5 separate regions of the Mus musculus genome follow, and regions 2, 3, 4 and 5 are each linked to region 1. The links are chromatin contacts, called in public HiChIP or PLAC-seq and Micro-C maps. All regions are on one chromosome and are shown on one strand. The core of a region is the stretch at or near the end of the contact, and the rest is flanking DNA. Distances in the headings are between cores, read along the strand shown.

What was found. Hi-C and Micro-C count contacts between places; a contact is called where the count stands out from the background. HiChIP or PLAC-seq counts read pairs in DNA pulled down with a chosen protein or histone mark.
Region 2: a contact with region 1 is called in a Micro-C map of embryonic stem cells, with 2.3 times the contacts expected there. The contact joins the promoter of Gas6 here to the promoter of Dlgap2 in region 1. A contact is called at or near these places in 12 of 39 promoter capture datasets (the HPC-7 cell line, cranial neural crest, embryonic stem cells and 6 more), 1 of 484 Hi-C or Micro-C datasets (embryonic stem cells), 4 of 115 datasets of contacts at active chromatin or transcription factors (all in embryonic stem cells) and 2 of 9 other capture datasets (adipose tissue and embryonic stem cells).
Region 3: an H3K27ac HiChIP or PLAC-seq map of embryonic stem cells shows a contact between it and region 1, with 2.9 times the contacts expected there. The contact joins the enhancer-like site here to the promoter of Dlgap2 in region 1. A contact is called at or near these places in 10 of 39 promoter capture datasets (the 3T3-L1 cell line, the HPC-7 cell line, cranial neural crest and 6 more), 1 of 484 Hi-C or Micro-C datasets (the HPC-7 cell line) and 3 of 115 datasets of contacts at active chromatin or transcription factors (all in embryonic stem cells).
Region 4: a contact with region 1 is called in an H3K4me3 HiChIP or PLAC-seq map of embryonic basal ganglia, with 5 times the contacts expected there. The contact joins the enhancer-like site here to the promoter of Dlgap2 in region 1. A contact is called at or near these places in 6 of 39 promoter capture datasets (cranial neural crest, embryonic stem cells, hippocampal neurons and 2 more), 1 of 484 Hi-C or Micro-C datasets (cerebral cortex) and 7 of 115 datasets of contacts at active chromatin or transcription factors (astrocytes, embryonic basal ganglia, embryonic forebrain and 4 more).
Region 5: a contact with region 1 is called in an H3K27ac HiChIP or PLAC-seq map of SST interneurons, with 5 times the contacts expected there. The contact joins the promoter of Arhgef10 here to the promoter of Dlgap2 in region 1. A contact is called at or near these places in 17 of 39 promoter capture datasets (the 3T3-L1 cell line, 3T3-L1-derived adipocytes, cranial neural crest and 9 more), 1 of 15 datasets of contacts at CTCF or cohesin (large pre-B cells), 9 of 484 Hi-C or Micro-C datasets (the G1E-ER4 cell line, bone marrow-derived macrophages, cortical neurons and 3 more), 11 of 115 datasets of contacts at active chromatin or transcription factors (SST interneurons, bone marrow-derived macrophages, embryonic forebrain and 7 more) and 1 of 9 other capture datasets (embryonic stem cells).

Annotation. Positions count from the first base shown.
Region 1 is chr8:14,093,881-14,097,479 of GRCm38.p6, reverse strand. Dlgap2 (DLG associated protein 2) reads right to left here and starts at 1,605. Exons shown (of 16, transcript NM_172910.3): 1 at 1,339-1,605.
Region 2 is chr8:13,492,553-13,495,872 of GRCm38.p6, reverse strand. It overlaps Gas6 (growth arrest specific 6), which reads left to right and starts at 1,338. Exons shown (of 15, transcript NM_019521.2): 1 at 1,338-1,612; 2 at 1,861-2,027. The coding sequence starts at 1,534. It also overlaps a transcript of Tmem255b not described here.
Region 3 is chr8:13,547,562-13,550,853 of GRCm38.p6, reverse strand. 1700029H14Rik (RIKEN cDNA 1700029H14 gene) reads left to right here. Exons shown (of 9, transcript NM_025601.3): 9 at 1-132. Among named protein-coding and RNA genes, the nearest start is that of 1700029H14Rik, 13 kb to the left of the region's middle. Within about 2 kb of position 1,838, at least 105 of the 459 cell types and tissues checked have an H3K27ac peak or open chromatin away from gene starts, as enhancers often do. A contact at or near this core is called in embryonic stem cells, hippocampal neurons and stem cell-derived epiblast-like cells, where this site is marked.
Region 4 is chr8:14,798,348-14,802,052 of GRCm38.p6, reverse strand. The region is part of intron 9 of Dlgap2 (DLG associated protein 2); the gene reads right to left. Among named protein-coding and RNA genes, the nearest start is that of C030037F17Rik, 34 kb to the right of the region's middle. Within about 2 kb of position 2,427, at least 10 of the 459 cell types and tissues checked have an H3K27ac peak or open chromatin away from gene starts, as enhancers often do. A contact at or near this core is called in cerebral cortex and embryonic basal ganglia, where this site is marked.
Region 5 is chr8:14,909,390-14,912,921 of GRCm38.p6, reverse strand. Arhgef10 (Rho guanine nucleotide exchange factor (GEF) 10) reads right to left here and starts at 1,259. Exons shown (of 29, transcript NM_172751.3): 1 at 1,159-1,259.

The sequences.
Region 1 (3,599 bases), core at 356-2,855:
TGTACCCACCTGGCCACTAACAGCAATCCCAAGGCTCCGAGTCCAGACAGCTCCCTCCCGCCTCCAAGTATTAGACGCCAGGAAAAACTGGTACGCTTTAATCTCCAGCCCTGAAACGCCCACAGCTCGGACTGGCAGAGTTCATCAAGAGCGAGGGCGAATTCGCTGCCCGTTACTTTATACTCTTCATCGATACAAGCCGGCTAAGGCTGATCAGTCAGTCACGCATTTGGATTTCGACCCGGGCCGGAATCCACATCCATTTGAAAAGAAGGAAGCGACATGCGGGCGGCTGGCACCACATTCCCGAAGTGTTTTGAGTTTCGGGTGAGAAACGGCTAAGCAGCCGCGGCGCTCCCGGTTCCCTTTCACCTGCGACACTCTACGCCCGCCTAGGCACTGCCTGCTGCCCTTCCCCATCTCTTCTAACTCGGTATACAGCCCCGGCCCCTGCCTCGGGTCCCAGCGAGCATCTCCCGCCACCCAGCCGCTCCAGGAGGATGGGAGAGAAATCCCCTGCCCCGCCCGGCCCCACCTGGCCAGCGTCAAGCAGAGGAGCCGGTGCCTGCCGCCCCCCAGCCCTTCGCCGCGCAGGGCTGTAATAATTACATCCTCATTATTTCTTCTGCGATCGTTAGGGAAAGAGCCCGAGAACAGCAACAGCAGCTGCCGGGGGAGGCTTAGTTACAAAACCCTGCGCTGGGTAGCGCTTCGCTTAGCAACCACCCCTAAAAAAGCCCCCGTGCTCCCGGCTCGCACTTGGAGAGCCCAGCAGCGGCCACCCCCTCCCAAGCCCGAGGCCCAGGCCCTGCCGGGCGCGAAGGCTGTTGCAAAGGGCACAAGTGGCCCCTCCCCGCCTCCGCGACCCCAGTGCCCGTACCACCAGCTCCAAGCACCTTTCATTCATTCCCAGTCTAGGTCCGGGTGTCCACCCGGGCTTGGGGGAGGGGAAACCCAGGTCGCACCCCACTGCCCCACCAGAGTCCCTCTCTGGCCGGGGCCCCGGGCTGCACCCCCTTACCCGGCCTCGCGGAGCGGGGAATTTCACACCTCCGCCTCGCTCCTGCACCCAGGGAGCCCGTGTGCCAGCAATCCTGCCGCGGGGCGCTGCAGCCCGGAAGGACCCCAGCGGCGGACCCCGGAGCACCAGCCGTCCCTGGGGTTATTCTCACGCTCCCGGATCGGGTCCCCGGGAGCCTCTTATCCCCAACGCAGCCACTCAGGCAGGGCCCTCGCCGGTCCGGCTCGCAGCACCGCCCCCTCCCTGCCCCGACGGCACTCGCCACTTAGCGCCCAGGTCCCCGCATCCCGGTCCCCGCGGCCCCGCGCGTCTCGCACCTTCCTCAGAGCAGACATCCTTGGGCTTTCCTAGTTCAGTGGGTGCAGAGCGACATGGCAAGGTGGCCACCCCTCAGGCCAGGCGGTGCGCACAGCACTGCCGCCAGCTCCCAAGCTCGAGAATCCTTGGGTCCGTGCGTCGATCCGCAGTCTGTCTGTCCCCCGCTGCCGCTACCGCTTATCGCCTCCACCACCGCCACCGCCAGCGCCACCACCGCCGCCGCGCGCTCCGACCCCGTTCGAGCCCGGCGCACGGTCGGTCCTCACGGCCGGCGCCTGCGCACTCGGCGCCCGGGGAGGCACCGGCGCACTGGGGGGCGGCCGGTGCGTGGCTCCATCTGAGGAAGGGCCCAGCGCCACGCGCCTAGGGGGAGCGCTCAGGCCGCGGTGCCGCTGCCAATGGCAAGCCTGGCCCAGAGGTCGCATGGCGCTCACGGCCCGGGAGCCCGCGCACAGCGGATCCCAACTGTTGCGCGCAGAGCGTTGGGTCACTCCAGGACAGTGATGGTTCCCGGAGGGGGAGCGGAGAGGTCCCACACCGCGTGTGCTCCGTGTGTTTGTAGGTCAGCGTGGGAACCCACAAGCAAGCCAATGCGCCTGGGAAGGGCCAGCTCAATGTGAACCGAGATGTGGGATCTGCAGACGCATCGGCACCCTGAACTCTGCACGGTGAAAGCCTATTGGGCTCCCAGGTCATAGAGAGGGAGCGATGGAAGATAGGAGCTCTCAGCACTGGCCACTAAGAGAGCACAGTGCTGCTCTGGGTGCTGTGAAATAAGACCACTGTTTCCACCTGTTACCTCCCAGCTCTGGTAAACTGCTGCTTCTGGGCTCACAGGAATCCCCAGCACCTTGAACAGCAATCTTTAGTCATAAACCTGGTCCAGATAGAGGGCTGAGATGGTGTCGGCCCTTGTTTGCTGCTGCACTCGGAAGCAAAGAAAAAAAACTATCTTTTTTTTTTTCCTCAGCGAAATCAGAAACACAACAAAAAACAGTCTGGCAAATTCAGCAAAATTAGCCATATTTTGATGAAACCTAATTAGATTCGTGGGGATACCCTTTTTAGATCCACTGAACAGTCAAGAAAAGTTTCTGTGGCCTAGAGTAAAAGGTGCTGACAACTAAAGACATAGTTTGGCACCGGGCTCTGGGGATACTCACTACACCTGCTTAACCTTGGGCCGGTCTCTAGGCTCCGTGTAAATATAATAGGGGGCTTTCGTCTCCGTTGTCAAGAAGTTTAAATGTGACCAAAACTTAATCAATAAGGTGACTATTTACAGAAAGGTGAATGGGTGTCGAATAGAGGAGAGACAGGTGAACAGCCCTGTATTTCCCTAAATCCCAAGATCTTTTCCATAAAAACAGCCTCCATAAGATGTTTTTTCCTATGATCAATCAACTGCAGTGCACTTTCAGAGCAAAATACTAAGGTGTGTGAAAGATACACAAATGGATCAAAGGTATCTGATGTGACTTTTTTCTAGTGTTTGTAGCACACTCCATTTGGATTCCACTATCGAAAGAGAGAGAGAGAGAGAGAGAGAGAGAGAGAGAGAGAGAGAGAGAGAGGAAGGAAGGAAGGAAGGAAGGAAGGAAGGAAGGAAGGAAGGAAGGAAGGAAGGTGGGTTTCCAGACCTCGAATAAAAAATCTAGACTGCACATCAAGTTGAAGATTCTAATATCCACTTTTCTCCTCCTCTCCACGGTGCCCCCATCTTCCGGTCTTCCATCTCAGGCAAACGAAAGGAGCACAGTGGTGCTTGCTGTGAGCTCTTTTGGGTCGTGGACTTGTACCAAAACAGAAAGAAAGACTGTCCCTGGGCACGCATCCAGTGTTGGGATGAAGCCATTTGACGTTATAGGAGTAACATGTGAGCATGAATGGCACTTGCTCCTATGAAGGAAATATACAGTGTTATTGGAAAAGGAAAAGGACAGGGAATTATTTGTGACCCTAGGGGAATACTGTGTGGTGTCATTACATACAGTCTTCCTCTAGGTTTGGCACACAGCGGGTCCCGAGACATGGATTCCAGTGAGTTATTTGAAAAACTTATTATCTCTGGAAACTAAACAGGAATAAAGAGTGGGAAAGGGAAAAAAGGGATAATGAAGGATGTGTCACCAAGGCGATCTTTCAGGCAACAAGGACTCGATCCTATTGAAGATTCTTAGTGGAATAGTCTGAGATACACTCCACAATTTCTTCCATCCTCTCTCCCCCCTCGACTCCCCCTACTGAGCAACTTGAATAA
Region 2 (3,320 bases), core at 89-2,588, 600 kb after region 1:
GTCTGTATAATGTGAGGCATCTTTACTGGGATGCCCAGCAGAAAGAATGCACTGGGAATGTAGGGGAGACTGAGGTCAAGGCTAAAGGAAGCCAAAAGATCTGGATAACTCCATCGAGCTGAGGTGGTGCTGGGTCCTGGTTGTCTGAGTCACGACCACACCATAGAAGCCAGAGAAGCTGTCTCTCATGGGGGGAGGGGGGAGGAAGGGATTCAAGTAACTAGAAAAATCAAATCATCTTTCCTCCAACCTTCCACAGGTGTACAGGCAGCAGCAACTGCAGACATGCAAACCACCTGACCTCCACCCATGCCCGTTCCTCAGAACCTTCAGAAATGGCGGACCTCTACTTGGCTTGGAATGAGTGTTCGTGAATAACCAACACCACTTTTGAAAACAGTGTTCCTTCTTAAGAAAGAGCAGAAAATTAATACGGCAAATATTCATTCCAAGCACATGGTGTCTGTAGGCCTGGGGCAGCCTTAGGAAATTCGGGGTGCTCTCTGGCTTCTGAAGTTCTTGGCTTGGTTTCCTGGGAGTGCCGTGATTCTGGTCTGGAAGCAGGCACAGCTTATCCAATTTTTAATTCCCTTTCAAGATGATTCCCATGGCAGTCATTTCTCTGAAATTAAGATATTTGTTAGCCCCACCTTCAAACGGATGACCTTAAAGAAGAATTCCACCAGTATTGACCTTGTGTGCTCCCAAGAATCTGGGTTGCATTCACCCAGAAAAGAGGGGGAGGGTGACTCCTTATCCTTTTCTATCAAAATGCTGAGGTAAGGATGTCTCAGGAACATCTACCCTATTGGGTTTTGGCAGGCTGCTGCATATCTGCATTCTGTGATTGGTCTGCAAGGTGTGTGTGTGTGTGTGTGTGTGTGTGTGTGTGTGTGCATCTATGACCTTGCAAAGTGCCCTGAGACAAGAGCCAGAAAGCTTTGGTACTGGAAAATACACAATGCTGCTTTCAGCCTGTGGTGTGGAAATCAGATTTCAGAGGGAATAACATCTTGCACCGTGGACCTCCACGCCACTGGGTGTGGCCACAGTTATTGTTTCCTTAGTGGATGTTGCATCTCTTTAGAAAATGTGCCCAAGAATGAAGATTCCGAAAACGATGTCTGCAGAGGAGGATAGAAAACGGTCAAATTGTACCTGGGCAGATGCCCAGATACAATTCTCCTTTCATTTTACCGCATTCTAGCAGTGAAATTTTGAGGATACTGGAGTCGAACCAGTCAGCCTGCCTTGCCTCACCCAGCTCGGCCCCGCCCCCAAAGGCCCCGCCCTACTCACACTAGGCCCCACCCCCACCCGCCCTAAGCCCCGCCCTCACCCGCTGCCTCCTTCACGGCCCAGAACCGCAGCGAGCGCCGGGTGCGGCGCTGCCGCCGCAGGGATGTGACCTTCACCGTCGCTTAGCCAGGATGACCGGAGCCCGTGTCTCGCGGCGTCCGCGCCTCGCTTCAGCCTCCCGGGTGCTCTGACCGCACGCTCCCGGCTGCTAGGCTCCCCGGCACCGGCCTCGCCATGCCGCCACCGCCCGGGCCCGCCGCCGCCCTGGGCACTGCGCTTCTGCTGCTCCTGCTGGCTTCCGAGTCTTCTCACAGTGAGTACCGCAGGGGTCCCCCAAACCCACTACCCCGTGGTGTGGGGCTCCAGGCCTGTACCCCGGCGCAGCATCCTGGTGCCGGGTACCCCAGACACCCTGGCATCCTGTCCCCGGACCTCTGAGCTCTAGGCATCACGGACCCGGAGCATCCCAGACACACAGGCATTACGATCCCCAGCATCCCAGACCCCCTACATTCCAGCCCCGAGTGGGTGTAGGTTGACCGTACACCCTTCTTTCTGCAGCTGTGCTGTTGCGGGCGCGTGAGGCGGCGCAGTTTCTGCGGCCCAGGCAGCGCCGCGCCTACCAAGTCTTCGAGGAGGCCAAGCAGGGCCACCTGGAACGGGAGTGCGTGGAGGAGGTGTGCAGCAAAGAGGAGGCCAGAGAGGTGTTCGAGAACGACCCCGAGACGGTGAGCGTGCGCCAGGGGTCGCGGGGTGGGTCCTGGGCGTCCCAGAACCCATACTTTTGGGGGCCGCAAGTTCCGACTCCCACCCTGTGAGGGTCCAGGAGACCCGGGGACTGTCGAATCCCAAACATCCTTTCTGGAGATGTAAGGATCCTTGTGTGGACCGCACCACCACGTGCACCCCAGAACTCTTAGACACTGAGCCTTCTTCGCACCCCCTTGCACTTCTCCATTCTTGAGCCCAAGTTTCTCAGTTGACCCACAAGTCCTCTCCTCTTCAGGAGTAGAAAGCGTATCCTTGAGTGGGCTCCACTGAGATCCCTTCAGTAGACTCTGAAACTAAATCTTCCCCTACCCTCGAAAAGAAAGTACCCGTGGGAAAAATCCGCAGTGATTTGAAACTCAAAGGCTTCCTAAGACTGCCAGTCCCTTTATTGGATTGGAGGTGAGGGGTGGGGCTCCTCTTTGGTCTTCCTCCGGAGGGACCCAGGGTTTTCCTGAAAGAGGAATTGAAAGATCTCAAAGCTGGAATTGCTTGCTGCAGCAGGTCCAAAAATACGATGGCTGGAATTGTGCTAAGAACATGCATACGGGCGGGTGGGGAGCAACGTGAGGAAGAGGGCCGGCACCTGCCTCTGCAAGGGCTGTGCTGGCCCAGGACAAACTTCTATTAATAATGTCCTTGGGGAATGGAGCAGGCGTACAGCCAACTGCAGCCAGCAGCCTATGTATGCACAGGACTCTCCCCAGAAGGTGCGCGTGGGGGCTGAGTGGATTCATGAGGGGAACACACCCCAGCGTAGGGCATGCGTGAGGTTGATTGAGATCTGGACTGGCCCACGGGTCTCCGTAGTGATGCAGAGCCCCCCCCCCACTCCCCCCCCCAACACCTGCCAAATCGGTATGGTTTCACAATGTTGGGTTCCGCTGGCATTTTCCCTTCAAAGAATTCTTCTGGGGTGAAGTAAGGATCACATGATGTTAGGATGGCGCTGTGTGAGCCATTGGGGCCTTTGCTTTGACTTGTGTCTAATCGGCTGACTGGACAATCCCTGTCAAAGCTGCTTTCCTGATAGCGGTGCTACAGCTGTTGAGTGTCACCATAGCTGCTTTGGCACTGTTACCCAGTGTGGAAGCCAAGATCAGGTGACAAGCTGTGCCCCACCCCTGCTCCCCCCTCCCCCACCCCACCTCCCACCCTCCCCTCACCATGGTGCTGCCCCAGGCATCTACAGCAGGATGGGGCAGATGGCTGATCTTTTTCTACCCTTGCTGCTGCTTCTCTGTTTTGATGAT
Region 3 (3,292 bases), core at 589-3,088, 550 kb after region 1:
GTTCTCTCAGGATGCTTGGGTAGGTGAACTCCCCAGTCACCTTCCCATGTGACCCCTCAATCACCTTTCCATGTGACCCCACATAACACCAATCAAAGCAAAACAATTCCTCAAACATCTGAGGCCTAAGTACCTGGACTCATCAAGGACATGGTAGCCATAGTGAGTCCACTGAATGGAGGGTGGGGTGGCTGAAGCTTGACCTTCATGGGCTTCTGGGGTTGCCATGGTCACAAGAAGGCTTAGGATGGGGTGAGAGGGTCTGCTGCCTCCCCCACCCAGAGCAACGTCCTATTGGGTTCATAACTGACGGGAGTTCAGGATATGTGCCTGCAGAGAACCCAAGCTGGGTCCAGGTTCCAGGATGGTCCTGATGGAATTCAGGCTCACGTTTGAAAGGCTGAGAAAGTCCTAGGGCCACTGGGCAGCTCGTCCTTTGTGGCAGGAAGTTGCTTAGAAGAGTTAACTGGTGCATCTACAGACATAGTATCATGGGTGGCTGCTTTGATAGACAGATGGGCTCTAATAAGCACTCTAGCCCATGAGGCGGAGTCTGGGCGGTCCCCTCTTACAGGTGTAGAGGAATGGGAAGTTCCCAGGCAGTCAGACTGTGTTACTCCCTACTGTGAGGCTGAAGTGGCGAGGAGTCTTGCATAGCCGGAAAGAGCATGCAACTTTAGGGACATGAAAAGGTGTAGCCTAGTATGGTCCATTTGATGTCCTGGAGTCTGGCAACCTGTAAGCTTCATGGGAAATAAGAATGGCACCCATCATTCTCCTGGGTAGGGACACCTGGGGAGTTTGCTAGGGAGTTAGGGGTGCACTGAGGCTCCAGTAGGTGGGTCTTATCTGAATTCCAACAACTTTCTCAGCATCTTCCCTGTGTGAGCTTAGCTTTGGGGGACATTTTCAGAGCTCAGCACCCTGTGACCGCAGCTGACAAAAGTGACCTGTGGCATCAGGAGCCTCCCCAGGGGCGAGCAAATGTTCTATAAGGTTAAGACAAGCTGTCTCAGTGAAGGAGCCCCCAGTTTCAGCCATCTTGTTTGGGTCTAACAAAGCTTAAGGCATCTTCAAGGGTGACCCCTGCTTTACAGATGGAGAAACTGAGGCACAGGGAGAGGACAGGAAGCTGAGGCAGAGCCCAGAGATTGAGCAGCACTGGGGTGGAGATACATCCTCACGGGGTACCGACAGGCTCTCCCCACCCCTTCTCCTGAGTTGATGATCTTTCAAGACAACTTGGGCCCCTCTCATAACCCATCCAGTCCTGGGGAAAGATCTAGCTCTTCTCTCAGCGCCCATGATGGGGAAGACTTCCTTCTCCAAGGGCCTCCATCCCACATTCAAGAACCCTTGCTTCCAAAGAAACCTCGCCCATGAAACTAGTGCCCCTCCCAACCCAACGCATCTGTTCCCAGGGAGTCCCTGTCTACTCTACCAGCTCATTTTCTAGGGCTAACAGTGCCATCCTTCGGGTTCCTATCTGTGGCCTCAACTAGCCTGAGGCTAAAGAGTTCAGCCTCGGCATAGCCCCAGGCTGTCTGAGGGTGGATGAGAGGGCATAAGTCCCTGGGGAAACACCAAGCTCTCAAGGTTGAGCCACTTCACAACACAGTTCCATATCTGGTCAGTCTGACTGTGAGCTCAGTCTTCCACCTTCGTCTCCTACCCCACCCCCGGCATCCAGGCAACTTGGCAACAAAGTTCCCCAAGTCCCGTGTCTGTCTGTCCCTGGGAAAGAGGGGAGCCTCCGGATTGAGAGCCGCCTCAGGGAAAGTCCCCAGTCAGCGGCTCTGCAGAACCAGGTTGTGGGGCAGGCCCAGGCATGCTGAGACATGCCTGCATGCAGCTCTCCCAGAGCTGCTCTCTCCACAAGCCTGCCTGCCTCGCCTCCCACTCGGGTCCTCTGAGGACTGGCTGGCTGATCCTCCCGAGTTTGCTGCCAAGTTTCCTGCCTGAGGTGGGAACAGTCACAGATTCCAGGAACAAAAAGGGGACCTGAAATGCTAGTTAGACCTAGAATGGACAGGAGTTAGAGGAAGCCCGAGCCGCAGAACTCACCACCCTGCAGGGTACCCGCCAGGGCTTGAGGGTCACGACTCTGCAGGTCCTTACGTTAGCCTGGCTCAGCATCTGCTTAGTATGGCTTGTAGTTTCCCAAGTAACCAGGAGAAGGTAATTTTTCTTTCCAGATATGGAGGGATGTGTCTCACAGCTGGCTTTGTGAAATGCTGTTCCGTCTCCCCCACCCCCCCCCCCCACCCCAGTCTGCAGCTCAGACACTCTGACTGGGAAACACCTTGAATGTCTGCAGCCAAGAACATGATTAGTGTTTTAGGCCAAACATCCACTGACAGGATGGCCACAGTGAGCAGGGTGAACCGACAAGGACGTCACTCCATGCATGCATGGGGGTCAAGGGATACTAGGTCCTTCCTTGGTCCCACAACCTCCGGCTGGCAGATGGAGAGCAGGGAGCCCAGCAGCTATAGACTCTAGGTGGCACTGTCCTCCAGGAAGGGGGTCCCCTGAACTCTCTGTTTGCCATGAGTGTGCTACCCCAGGAACACAGTGAAAGATCTCAGTTTTGAGATTGGGACACCCTGACATGGAATGTTCTTTTGGGCAAGAAGTTTATTAAAATTAACATCATGGATATAGGACAGGGGATCTAAAGAAAGCCACTGACATGGGTGTTGGCGACAGAACTCAACTCCTCTGCAAGGATCCTCTCTATGCGTTTCTAATGGCTGAGCCATCTTTCCAGACCTTATTCCAATCTTACTTACAAATACCTTCAAATTACACATTACATATCACTCACTGAACATATCGCTATCATGTAGAAGTGTAGGTCACAGGCTACCAAGTGTTAAGAGCTCAAGCAGCTAAAAGAATCCTCACTGAGAGGTCTCAAATTTCCTAACGCTGTGACCCTTTAATACAGTTCCACATGTTGTGGTGACTCTTAACCATAAGCTTATTTTCGTTGCTACTAAATAACTATAATTTTGCTACTGTTATGCATCGTAAATATTTCTGAAGATAGAGATTTGTTGAACCGGCGGGTGAGGAGGTTTGTCTTAGGCAGCTGCAGAGTCTCTGCAGGATTAGATTGTGACACACCGGGTGGAGGTCTGTTGAGGGCACTGGGGTTGAAGCAAACTTCTGGAGCAGAGTTTAGCTGCCTGACCAGGTGTGGAACCGGAAGCCATGGATACAAAGTATAGAACTGGCTCCAGACAATGAGGAAACAAGGTGAGTTGAGTATTCCATACCAGCTGTGGTG
Region 4 (3,705 bases), core at 1,178-3,677, 700 kb before region 1:
CGAATGGCAGAGAAGCACCTGAAAAAATGTTCAACATCCTTAATCATCAGGGAAATGCAAATCAAAACAACCCTGAGATTCCACCTCACACCAGTCAGAATGGCTAAGATCAAAAATTCAGGTGACAGCAGATGCTGGTGAGAATGTGGAGAAAGAGGAACACTCCTCCATTGTTGGTGGGATTGCAAGCTTGTACAACCACTCTGGAAATCAGTCTGGTGGTTCCTCAGAAAATTGGACATAGTACTACCAGTGGATGCCGCAATAACTCTCCTGGGCATATATCCAGAAGATGTTCCAACTGGTAAGAAGGACACATGCTTCACTATGTTTATAGCAGCCTTATTTATAATAGCCAGACACTGGAAAGAACCCAGATGTTCCTCAACAGAGGAATGGATACAGAAAATGTGGTACATCTACACAATGGAGTACTACTCAGCTATTGAAAAGAATGAATTTATGAAATTCCTAGGCAAATGGATGGACCTGGAGGGCATCATCCTGAGTGAGGTAACCAAATCACAAAAGAACTCACATGATATGTACTCACTGGTAAGTGGATATTAGCCCAGAAACTTAGAATACCCAAGATACAAGATACTATTTGCAAAACACAGGAAACTCAAGAAGAAGGAAGACCAAAGTGTGGACACTTTGCCCCTTCTTAGAATTGGGTACAAAACACCCATGAAAGGAGTTACAGAGACAAAGTTTGGAGCTGAGAAGAAAGGATGGATCATCTAGAGACTGCCATATCCGGGGATCCATCCCATAATCAGCTTCCAAACTCTGACACTTTGCATACACCAGCAAGATTTTGCTGAAAAGATCCTGATAGAGCTATCTCTTGTGAGGCTATGCTGGTGCCTGGCAAACACAGAAGTGGATGCTCACAGTCAGGTATTGGATGGATCACAGGGCCCCCAATGGAGGAGCTAGAGAAAGTACTCAAGGAGCTAAAGGGGTCTGCAACCCTATAGGTGGAATATGAACTAACCAGTACCCCCAGAGCTCGTGTCTCTAGCTGCATATGTATCAGAAGATGGCCTAGTCGGCCATCATTGGGAAGAGAGGCCCCTTGGTCTTGCAAACTTTATATGCCTCAGTATGGGGGAATGCCAGGACCAAGAAGAGGGAGTGCTTGGGTAGGGGATCTAGGGGGGCGGGTCTGGGGGACTTTTCGGATAGCATTTGAAATGTAAATGAAGAAAATACCTAATTAAAAAAAATTTAAAAAATCCAAGATCTCCGCTCATCCTCCAAATATGAATAAGCAAAAAGATCTGTGACCACACTACGAATCCTAGAACGATTTGCAACAATTGACATTAATTAGAGGAAAGGATTAAATGTCAGCTAGCAAGCACTCATATAGATGTTTCTGAAGGTAATGATTATTAATATATTTGTACATGTTTGCAGCTTCCAAATCGGCCTCAAATCTCATTTGGTTTCCTTTCATTCTGCAGAACATCCTTACAATATCTTATAGACATTAGGTACTAAGTAAATATTTGTAAATTTGATTCAATCAACTGGATGATTGATTAGAATGTCTGTGAGGTAATGACCTGCTATAAATCAACACAACAGAAAGGGAAATGTCAGCCTTGGCCCGAGAAAGCAAGGGAAGCACACACGGGCAATTTAGAGAACCAGAGGAGCAGGCTTGCTCATTTTTATGGTTGGGGCTTTCCTCCTACAATGATATGCCCTTGTGGGTGCCTGCATCATGCAGGACCAGTGAGGTGCCTTAGCTGTTCTTTATTGGCTATGACAACATTAATATGATTGATCGGTTTATTTTTCTTTATTGCTTTTACTTGAAACCAGAAGTAAGTCCATAAACAGATAGATAGAATATAGAAACAGGCAGGCGGATTTCTGAGTTTGAGGCCAGCCTGGTCTACAAAGTGAGTTCCAGGACAGCCAGGGCTATACAGAGAAACCCTGTCTTAAAAAACTATAACCAAAACCAAAACCACCCCCCTCCAAAAAGAAACTGGATGGATGGAATATTCTTAGTGATGATTCCCTGAGGCTTTCCCCCCAAAAGGTACTTGTGTTGAAAAGACACAGCATGCTCCTCTGGCACAACTAGGTCAGGGCAGGATAGATCATGTTAACCAGGGATGCTCACATTAACCAGGGCTGCTTCTGTGTGCCCAGGCACTCTTTTCTACACAACGGTTCCCCGCTTGGCTTTCCTGCTGTGTTCCTTGTCTTCTGGAAGTATCGAGAATGGCACAAATCTTACATTCTGACTCCCTCAAACTATTCACCACGTCATTGTGCAGTGCTCAGAATTCTATGCATCTGGCGTCCCAAAGAGATTGAAAGACTAATTTCGGAGTAATCAGTCTCATTCAGCTCTGGCATCAATCTTGGAAACATTAAGTTGGCTTGAGAGAATCTATCTTAGCTCAATACCCCAGCTGCCGTCAATAACAGCGGACACTCACAGTGTCAGGTCTGAGCACTAATGATGGCTGTCAAATGCAAGAGGGAGTTATTGTGGGGTTCTGTTACATTAAGTTTTTAAATTGAGACATAGTCTCAATGGAATCAATTGTCTTCTTTCTTTGGTCTCCCATGAGATGAGATTACAGGCCTGTGTCACCACATCTAGCTTAAAAATATTTTTGAAGTATACATTTAACGTTTAAACAAACATCTTTTTTTAAAAAGCAGTTCAGTTAAGTTTAGGCTCCTAAATAATTAGCACCTTTCCAGAGCATAAATATGATATTTTTGAAGGGTCCCATGCAATGGTTTTGTAGCTAGGAGGCTACTATGACGTCTGAGTCAAAGTCAACTAGGAACTAAGGGTTCAAGTGGGTTCTGCTGTTCTGGGAAAAGCCCTGCCTTTGAACTTTATGCTTTTGTAAGTCTCGGTGGAACTGTACATATTTTCCTCCAACCCTTCCCATGTCAAGTGGGCCCAGGGGCTCCTCTTCTGTGTGATCTTTTTCTGGGAAAGATAATTCTAGGAGAATGTCTTTCCCGATGAAGATCACCTGGCCTTCAGTGGGGATGCACAATCACAGAAAGGGGAGAAGGGCAGAGGGAAGAGCAATAGGGAGAGGAGTACAGAGAGAGGAACAACGGGGGCTGGGGAGTGCAGAGGGAGGCATAGAGGGAGGAGAGGCACAGGGAGGAGGCACAGAAGGAGAAGATGCAGAGGGAAAGGCATCGTTGTCCTGTGGGTGGTGAAGCAGGATAGAATAGCTCTGCAGCAGAACGCCTGTCCCTGTCAGGATACAGCCCATGCAGAACCAGTAGACTCAGAGGGTCCAATGCGGAAGGAGGGCACGGAGATCCTAGGGAGGCTGCTGTGGACCAGTGGACTAGAACAGGAAGTCTCCTTTGACCTTGAGGCCTCCTGGGCTCCTGGTGATGATGTGGTCATGTGTATGCTGACTCTTCAGGAGGCTCTGAGGTTCAGAACTGGACCCAGCTCACTTAGAGGAAATGGCCATATGCTGTTCCTTGAACATTATGACCTGAGAGGGTCAAGTCATAGTCCTTGCAAAAAGAGCCTCTAAAGAGAACAGCACACCTTGAGATCTGAGACAACCATGAAGCATAGCGGAGTTTAAATACTTGACTAGAGAAGGACCACAGATAGTGTAAATCATGGGGTGTCACTGCATGTAAATTTTCTAGTCACTTATGTTTTACTGATCCTGCAACATATGAGTG
Region 5 (3,532 bases), core at 10-2,509, 820 kb before region 1:
TGGGCGTAGCTCAGCAACAGAGCATTTGCCTGGCAAGATGCTCGGCAGTAGTAAGGAGCACCTGCTGAGTATGTGCGAGGGAGGACCTAGAATCAAGAAAGAGTCACCTGACAATGAAATGCTGTCCCTTGCCCAGATTCTAAACACAGCTACACAGCTTACTGTGTGGTCCAGCCAAAGAAAAGAAGGAAAGATTGCTGCCATTTGAGTCCAGAAGAACCTCTTCCTCCAGCAAAGGCTGTAACTGAGATGCATCCTACGTTAGAGTTCACACCAAGCATGTCTATTGCCCTCTGGGAAATCAAAACATGGTGTCCCACAGTGTCCAGGGTGCCCAACCACCTGCTTTTATTTACTGCACACCAGATCAGGATCTACCCTAATTATTGAGCAATGGTGGGTAGCAAAAAAACCTTACCCCAGCAACAACTTCACCCTAAAGGGGATCCTAAGGATCTTAATTCAAACATCCCAAGATGACTTCTCTCATGCAATTTCAGCGACCTTTCACCCTTTCACCCCACATCTCCAGGTCAGAGGCTGCAGGTCCCTACTGCACATACCCTTGAGCCTTACCCTCAGGCTATGGGACACAGTGATGCTGGGGACTGTCTCCTGTCTTGGCCGAAGATTCACTCAAGTTGGGCGGCTGCTCAATGCTCTGTGTCTAGGGACACCCATCGAAGTTGGGGGACTTTTTGCTGCCTTGTGTCTGGGGATAACCATTGAAAGGGAAGGCTGCATGCCGCTGAATCTATGCCTGAGAACACCTAGGGCATAGGTTGAGGGGCTGCTTCTGTCTGTGCCTAGGGGCCACCTGCAAATTTGTGGGTGCTTCTTGCTTCCCCCATGTCCATAGACACTCACTAAAGCGGGGGGTCGGGTAGGGGTTGCTGGGCCTAGAGAAGGAAACACCGGCCAGATTTGGGGGCAACTGAAACTGAAGTTGGGAGCTCCTTGCCGTCCTGTGCCAGAGACAGCGCTGAACTGGTGTTGGGGGGTGGTTACTCGCTGCCGTCTGTCACTGTGCGCAGTCCCGCAAACCCAGGGTGGGGTTTAGCTACTTCGGGGACCTGGGTAGAAGTGCAACTTTTAAAGCAAAGAAGCAACCCGTGCAAGCGGCCTGGGACGGGACTTGGGGTCGCCGTGCTCACTCACCGAGGGACCGGGCGCCATCCGCCGTCTGCGTCCGCCAGTTGTCCCGCGCCCCCCGCGCGCCCCGCGCGCCCCGCCCGCGATGCGCTCCCACCCCGCCCGCCAGGGAAGCCCCTCCCACCTCACCATGATTGGCCGGAACCGGCCGTGCTTCGTGCTCATTGGCCAGCGTTCCTGCCCGTTCCTCGGCCGCGCCCGACCCTCGCGCCAGCGCATTCCTGCGAGGCCACGTGGCCATCAGCCCCCCTCCCCTCCCCGCCCCGCCCCCAGCCTAACGCCCCGCGCCGTGAGTAGGAGGGATGCTGCCTACCTTGCGCCCCCGGGGACAGAGGGGGCACAGAAAGGACACCAGCTTGTAGTGCCCCAGAGTGGACGCTTCTCCCCTCAGACTCCTGGTCACTGGGAAATGGCGCGGGGCCAGATTGTGTCTCCCGATCATCCGCCCTCTGTTAGACACTGGGAGCTGCGCTGTCGCTGGCAGGGAACACAAGACAGACACTCCACCCATCGTGACCCCAGAGTCTGCTTGCTCTCTGCAGATCCTGGTCAGGGCTCCTGTGGGAAGGGGGCACTGAACAACACTTCACTCCATCTCTGGCCCTTCTCCCCCTGACCACCTCTCCCATCTTGGGTCCCACGGGCAGTGGGGCACAGAACGGATACCACACCCAGCATCCACTGTTCCTTACAGACCTACAAAGTAGGGGATGCCAGGAGAACAACCCATCCGACCTAGAGCCACCCTGCCAGCCTAGGCGGTCCTGGCTGGTCAGGGTCAGGGGCTCCTCGTCCCGCCAAGTACAGGAAATAGAAATGCCGACCAACCGTGACCTCAGCTCAATACCTTTCCAGGCGCTATTACAGCTTGCCTGTCACCGGGAGGCTCTTGTTTGCTGAACCGGAGTTCCAGCTTTCCATAGCTCTCTAAATGCAGGAAGCGATGCTGGAGAGAGCTTAGCTAGCCTTTCTGCTCATGGCTGAGCCTGGAAAGGGAGGCGCTGTGAAGACCAAGAATGTGGGCCTTGGTGATATTAAAGGCCTGCAGGTGTCTGCATAGAAAAGTGCTGGGATATTCTGGAAGAGCCCTTCTGGGCAGTTGAATGTGCTTAGCACGAACCTTTGTTTTGTGCATGTAGAGGGAAGCAAATCATTAAATTATTAAAGGAAAGCAACACCCATCAAAGTGCTAACTGGTACACGGCTAGGGCACATAGCAAACATGTTCCCATACTGGACTGTCACATCTCCCACCAACATGGTTCATAGAAGTTGCGGAAACCCCGGGGTTCTTAAGTCTCTAAGTCCACTCAGTTACAGAATGAGTTCAGAGAGAGGTTTGTTCCACAGTAAGTGTCTATAGAGCTGGTATGCTCTGTAGCTAGACATTTCTCAAACAGACTATGACTAGGTAGGTCAGATTATAGCCTAGGTACGGTGACACCTCATAGCTGTTTGGAAGTAGCATTCACTAAAGTTACAGGAGTGGACTGTGTTGAACTCTCAGACCTGTCTGAAATGACAAGACATTCCTGTTGTCTCTGTGGAAGACCTTTGGGTAAAGTACCCAAAGAACTCCCAGACTAGAGTCGTGAAGGACATTTTCTAAGGAGCGTTGTGAGAGGAAATAGGTCTGTACTACAGTGTTCTCCGCTGGAGTAGAGAGCACACAGCATCCTCTCTCCCCCCAAGGCTGTAGACGAGAGAAGGATTACATTAGGAAGCCTCGGGATGAAGCTAGTCAGAAAGGAGTTGGACCGGCTCAAGTCCTGACCAATCTATTATAGTATCACACATTACCACGTCTGTAAGTCCACAGGCAGGAATCTGAGACTTTCTGTTTTAGGTCTTCTTTGACCCATGGGATACTAAGAACAGTTAGTTAGGCTTCATTATCAAACACTGAGGGATTTTCTTTTAATTAGTATGTAAATGCACCCATAAATACATAAATATATGTGCTTACATATGTAAAGCTTAATTCCACTGTATGATTTTAACCTTTAAGCCTCATGACGACACTGCATGCCTGGTACTGTGAGCATCGCAGATGACCTGTGAGCACTGAGCTGCGTGTATAACAGAGTCAAACCCACACTCTGCATTTGCCGACGTAATGTTCTGTGGCTGTCAGTTGGGTCACGCCCATGGCCATTTGTTGATGTGTCAGATGCTGAGAATGGTGTATTACAGATGTCAACTCTCTCCACCCATTCGGCATTGCCCTAAGCATGTAAACAGCGTTACCAAGTAAACCAGCTGGTGTAAGGATGGGGGTTACAGAAAATACGCATATTAAAAATTTAGTATTGGAATCAAATGAAATAACTTTAAAGTTTCTAGAAGAAAACGTGGGAGAATATCCTACTGATCTCCTGAA